2 separate regions of the Zea mays genome follow, and region 1 is linked to region 2. Evidence: chromatin contacts called from public Hi-C data. All regions are on one chromosome and are shown on one strand. Each heading gives the region's core, a stretch centred on a gene start, on an enhancer-like site or on the middle of the called end of the contact. The rest is flanking DNA. Distances are from core to core; before and after follow the strand shown. Region 1 holds the start of LOC100193529 (Transcription factor MYB44). Region 2 holds the start of LOC100282879.

The links. A called contact is a pair of places that touch in the nucleus more often than the background predicts.
Region 1: a contact with region 2 is called in a Hi-C map of bundle sheath, with 3 times the contacts expected there. The contact joins the promoter of LOC100193529 here to the promoter of LOC100282879 in region 2. A contact is called at or near these places in 5 of 25 Hi-C or Micro-C datasets (bundle sheath, ear, endosperm and 2 more).

The regions. Positions count from the first base shown.
Region 1 is chr6:107,206,156-107,209,285 of Zm-B73-REFERENCE-NAM-5.0, reverse strand. LOC100193529 (Transcription factor MYB44) reads right to left here and starts at 1,640. Exons shown (of 1, transcript NM_001138640.2): 1 at 217-1,640. The coding sequence starts at 1,421. The coding sequence ends at 495.
Region 2 is chr6:107,004,019-107,006,833 of Zm-B73-REFERENCE-NAM-5.0, reverse strand. LOC100282879 reads right to left here and starts at 1,490. Exons shown (of 5, transcript XM_034059372.2): 1 at 669-1,490. The coding sequence starts at 875. It overlaps LOC103629709 (PX domain-containing protein EREL1), which reads right to left. Exons shown (of 10, transcript XM_008650820.3): 9 at 2,644-2,815; 10 at 1,818-2,465. The coding sequence ends at 2,187.

The sequences.
Region 1 (3,130 bases), core at 391-2,890, 200 kb before region 2:
GTTGGTGCTGCTGCCAAGATGTGTGTCACGCGACAGCAACTCGGCGCCAAAATGCGTTGGTGCTGCGATCTAGATCGTCGTCGGCTTGCGGGATGTGGTGGGTTCGTTGGAAAATGGAAGGCGCCGGATTTGCACTGACTGGCTGGCTGCATTATTATTTCCTCGCAGTACTGGTACCCAACCGTGCGATTTACTCACCCACACGTTCAAAAACTTGCAGGCAACATTTCGTGTCGTTTCGTTTCGATTAGGCAAGGCAGCGCAATGCTCTCTTAAAGCAGATATATGCGGCAATGGCGAGCTCAGATTGTAGCGCGCCATCCGTTCCGTTTCTTTCATGTACATTACAAGGCTTTCTGCTTTCAGCCCAGCCAATTTTTCCCTCCACCTTAAAACCAAGTTTGCTACTCCAACAACCGTTGCGTTGCGGTCGCCCTAGCTAGACGACGATTTGGGAGCACTGACGGTTTGATGCCCCCGCCGGGGGCGCGGGGCTACTGCATCCGGCCGACCTGTTCGGCGGCAGCGCGCATGACGCCGTCCACCAGCTGCGGCATGCAGAGGTCGGTCGCGCCAACGGCGCCGCAGCCGGCGCGCAGGCCCGCGCTCGCCATGTACCGCTGCACCTCGGTGCGGATCAGCTGCTGCATCGCCGCCGCGAACTCGGGGCTGAACGGGTAGGCCGAGGGCGCGGGTGAGGAGGGCGACGGCGGGAGCTCCTGGAAGTGGCTGTCGGCGGCGGCGCTGTGGTGGTGAAACCGCTGGTCCGTGCCGGGAAGCGAGAGGCTGAGGGCGGTGAGCGGGTCCTCCTCCTGCGGACGGCTCATGGCGCAGTCCGCCGGCTCGAACCCGCCGGAGCGCGCGGCCACGGGGCGGTAAATCTGGCCGGACCCGGACCCGGACCCGGACCCGGCGCCGTGGCTGCTGAGGTCGCTACGGTCGGACCCCGACCCCGACCCCGAGGGGCTGTCGGGCGGCGAGATGCTCATCATCATCATCTTGCCCCGGCGCGCCTCGGTCTCGGCGGCGGCGGCGGAGTCGTCAGCGGAAACCGCCGAACCGGACGCGGCGGCGGCGGCGCCGAGCTTGCGCTTGAGGGAGCAGTTCCAGTGGTTCTTGACGGCGTTGTCGGTGCGGCCGGGGAGCAGGCGCGCGATGGCGGCCCAGCGGTTGCCGAGGCGGGCGTGGGCGCGGGCGATGGCCGCGTCCTCGTCGGCCGTGAAGGGGCGGCGCGCCACCCTTGGCGACAGCTGGTTGCACCACCGCAGGCGGCACGACTTGCCCGACCGGCCCGGGACGCCGCGCCCGATCGCCGTCCAGTTGCGCGCGCCGTGCCGCTCCACCAGCCGCCGCAGCGCCTCGTCCTCCTCGGGGCTCCACGGGCCCCTGATTCTGTCGCGCTCCGCCGCCTCCGCGCCCATGTCCTGTCCTGTCCGGAGTCCGGACGACGACGAGGACCAAAAAAAAAAAACAGGACGCCTGCTTGCCGCCTAGTAGTCGACGACAACGAGTGGTGGTTGCTGGGCTTGGGTAGCGGCGGCCCGGGGCGGAAAGGCGTTTGGTTCCTTCCGGTTTCTGTAAAACGAGCAGTGGTGGTGGTAGCGGAGAGAAGACGAGACGAGGTTTGGTTGGAGAGCAATAGTGACGGTGGAGCGGCGGGTCCGTACTTATAGCGGCGCGGCGGGCGGTGACCTGATCACCTGACCGGCAACACAGCTGGCACCCAACAGCCGCGTCGCGAGGCCCGGAGCCACCTCAGGCTGCCGTACCCGCCTGCGCTTGTCGTTTTTCTCCAGCTGTATGGCATGTGGGGAGGTCGAGAGTCAGTGGGCCCGCGGATCAGTGGGAGTACGGCGCTTTGACCCGGTGGTTTTATGGGGACTGGGAATGGGGCGGCGGTTTGCCTCGGCGGATTCGAAATTCGAGCCGTGTCTCTTTCTCTATCCCCTGTTCCGTGTTTTTACGTGGACGGGGTCACCGGGGGGGGGGGGGGAGTGGGAAACGGCTGGCTGGTGTAGTGGTGTGGTGCGGCCGGCGTTGCGACGTCGCGATGCGTAACGGCCAACGGACGGATTTGAATCGGACGGTGAAAAGGATTCGAAGCGAGCCCGGTAATCTAACGGCGTCTGCTCTGCTCCTCGACAGACTGGGCTTTTTCCAGTTGTTCAACACCGCAAGGTACTCTCTACCGCTGCACGGATGACGACGGAGACAGCTGTTTCTCTCGGACCATAAAATTCGATCGGTTTCGTCGTTTTGTGGCGCCCATCGTCGCGACGCGAGGTCCACAAAGCGACAAAGGCGTGGAAGTAGCACTAGTAGTACTAGTGGTGGAGTGGACTGGAAACTACCCGGGCGGGGCGGGGCGGGGAGTGGAAAGCCGCGCCGTGGACTCGTGGCGGTACTGTGCGTGCTGCGTGCACAAACGAAAACGAGCGGCCATGCCCATGCAGCGGCGGTGACGACGTGACCCGGTGGGCCCACCCGCCGGTCGAGATGAACAAGCAGGAGGGACGCTGCTGGAGTGCTGGTGTTCGGTGTTCCGTGTTGCCCTCATCCGTCCGTCCACGTACCCGGTACCAGAACCGCCCACAGCCGGCCCCACGCCCCCACGCTCCACAGAACGGTCGGTCCATCATCCATCCCCCCCTGCGGGCCGACGCGCAGGTGCACGCACGCCAGTTCATCGCGCCCGCCACCCCACGTGGGGTAGGCCCTGCCCCCGACTGTGTACCGTACAGGCGTGTACCACCCGGTACTACGGTACGTATCCGACCTGGGCCTGTCCTTTCCTCGCCGCTTCTTATGACCGGTGGTCCCCCCGCGGCAGACGGATCCGGCCAAGGCGGCGGTTTGGGCGCAGGCGATAGGTAGATAGATATCCCCGGTCCAGGGCCAGACAGACTGGCGCGCACTTTGCTTGTCATCTTTTAAAAAGCGGCGCGGTTTCGTGGGAAGAGGGTTTGCGGTGGTCGTGGGCGATGGACGCCCCCACGTCTGCCCGTCACCGGCTCACCGCCCACTGCGCCCCTGCTGCTGCTTGCCCGCGGAATCGTGGTACGGTACGGGACCCTGACCCCACGCCTGCGTGGAGCTGAAAGCAACGGTGCTGACAACTGACATGCTGTAG
Region 2 (2,815 bases), core at 241-2,740:
GAAACTATGAAACAAACCATTTCCCGGTGCCAATATGCTCGAAATCAAAATGAATGTAAAAGAGGTAGTCCATGCTAAAATACAATTCGACATTCGCACTTCGCAGCAGACATCTAAGCAAGCATATAAGAATGGGTAATACAACGACAACTGAGTGGCATCTAGATTCATATCCCAAGGCGCCGCCATTTCATTTCAATGGAAGTAAATGAATGTCAAGCCAGTGTCAGTGGGGAGTTCCATAGCGTTGTTTCTAATACTGCATATTCTATAGAATAAAATGAAACTTCAATGAAACACATAAAAGTTTCATTATATGCTTTCGTAAACATTCGATTTCATGACTCATATAGAGTTAGTAATTGTGCCAGTTTCATCGTTAGAAACTCAATTATTCTCCCTCTTTTTAAAAAGATTGTCAAATAAAAACAACTTATGTAGCAGCTTATTAAATACAAAAGAAATTTCGATGAAACTCCTAGGACCGACCTCACATGGCCTCACATATTCACGGACAAAGAACAAGAAATTGTCGTTGGCTTACCACTCAAGATGGTGGCACTAGTAAATCATAGAGGGATGCAAAAGCCACATCTAGTGATTCACTACCTACGCGGAAATAGAAGGGGAGGGGGGGAGGATAAAGTGAGGCGGCGGTGGAGGCAGACCTGTGGATCCATGTCGGGGAAGAGGGCAAGTAGATAGTCGACGAGCGCCTCCGGTCGGAGTCCGTCGGAGCCGCCGCGGTGCGAGGGGGAGCGGCGGGACCTCTTGGCCGCCGGCTGGTGGGAGGAGTGAGGGGAGGAAGGAGACGGCGGGAGGAGCTCGTCGGCGAAGATGGAGGAGGACCTCTTGCCACAGACTACCGCAGACATGGTGCCGCCTCCCTCCCGAGCCGCCGCCGCAGCCGCCTCGTCACGCCGCCGCAACCGATCCCCGCCGCCGACGCCGTCGCCCTATTCCCCGCCGTCGCGGGACATGAGGCAGACGCTTGTCCCCCTCCGCACGCGATCCACGGCTGGCGTCGAGCCCCGGTCCCCCCAACGTCCGGCCTCCTTGCCCTGTGTCGCCGCCGCGCCCGAGCCGCCTGATTGGTTTGGTCCGGGTCCTGACGGGTGACGGGCGAGATGATGGGTTGGGTCGTGCTCGCAAGGGGGTAGGGTTACGGTTACCTCGCACTTTATTTCTCTTCTTCTCCCCTCTCGTTAACGTTGGATTTTTTACGTATTCCCGTGCGTCCTTTTTCGTCGGTGCAACGTGAGCGCGTCCACACCGCAGCTTTTGCTGTGCGCTGTTTGGCCGACAGGTGGCCCCGAATTTGACTCTCTGCATGGTTTGCTCCAAGAGTCACACTAGAAAAAACGACCTCATCTTCCTGGTAGCGACCACGCTCTGTTGTGCCACCATTGTGGATATACCGTGACATACGAAATAAAAGAATTTGAGGCCCCATTTAGATTTGGAGATATAGACCCATGAATTTAATAAATATATAATTGGCACTTGAACCGTCCACTCCAGCTAGAGATTCACCAGCTGCGAGCCAGAAAAATCTGTACACGTAGGTGACGCACATCTCCATCAGTCCACCAAGCCCAATTGCGAGCTTCTGCATAGCTCAGCAAGCTTTGACTGCCCTCGCCAGTGTAATGCAATGTGGCAACCCCACTAAGATCACTGAGGTCATGTTTGGTTCCTTTAGTCAGGTTTAATCACTAAAATATCATATTTGGTTTCAGTAACTAAAACTGTTTAAAGAGTATTAATTAGTGTGAATAATAACTGCATTACCTCTATCAGAGGGTGACAACAGCAAGGACAATAAAGAGAGAGGGTAAAAGGTAAAAATCCTACTTTAGTCACTTTTAGTCACTTATTTGGTGACTAGATGACTAAACTTTAGTCACCTACTTTCAGTCACCCTGTTTGCTTCTTTAGAGACTAAAAATAACTAAAGTTTAGTTGCCCTGAACCAAACGGGCCTAAATATACTATCCTCCGATATTTCCATGTGTAAATAAACAACCGTACAGCAGCAACGCACGCTTCTCCAGGATCTTCTTCCCTCATGGCCGGAAACTTTTATCCTGATGCTGCCCTGGCACTATATAGGTATGCTCATCATATAATTTTGGTCAAGCCGCGTAAGTTTGAAACCTAAATCACAGGAATATACATAGGTGTTCTCATCTGTCTAACAACCAGTTAAGGACTGTCTTTTTGGGAAGAACCTCGCCACTACCTTCTTTCTCTGGCTTCACGGCAGTATTTACAGCGTTGCGGATGACAGCATTAAGACGCAGCCTCAGCTGCGCGTTGTCAATAAGTAGATCAGAAAGTATTTTCGTTGCATCTTCATCTGTAACTTTTGCATCTTCCCAGCTCATAGTTAATGACGATATGCTATCAGAATTGTCGCCATCATCAGAAGAGCCTTGTTCATCATCTCGTGCTAAAAGTTGAGCCTGGAGAGACCAGTGCAGAGCATAGATTACAGATATCGAAATTTAAAAGTAGTAGAATTAATAGAAAGTATATTTAAAACTGTGGAGTGTACATCCATGGAAATTGCATTCCAGTGTGAACAATATTCTTCCTCTATGAATCAAAAGAAACAAGTTTACAATAACATTTATAGTTTACCTCAGCAATGAGTAAGCGTACTCTATTGTCTGATGTTGCTAGAAGATCTAATGCATCAGGCAAGGACGAAGGATCAATAGTAAAATTGCCTTGTTCTTCTGCTAGAAATTTAGCACTACATTCCAGTAGACGCTCATGCAGCAGTCGACACTCATGAAGAAATTTCACTCGG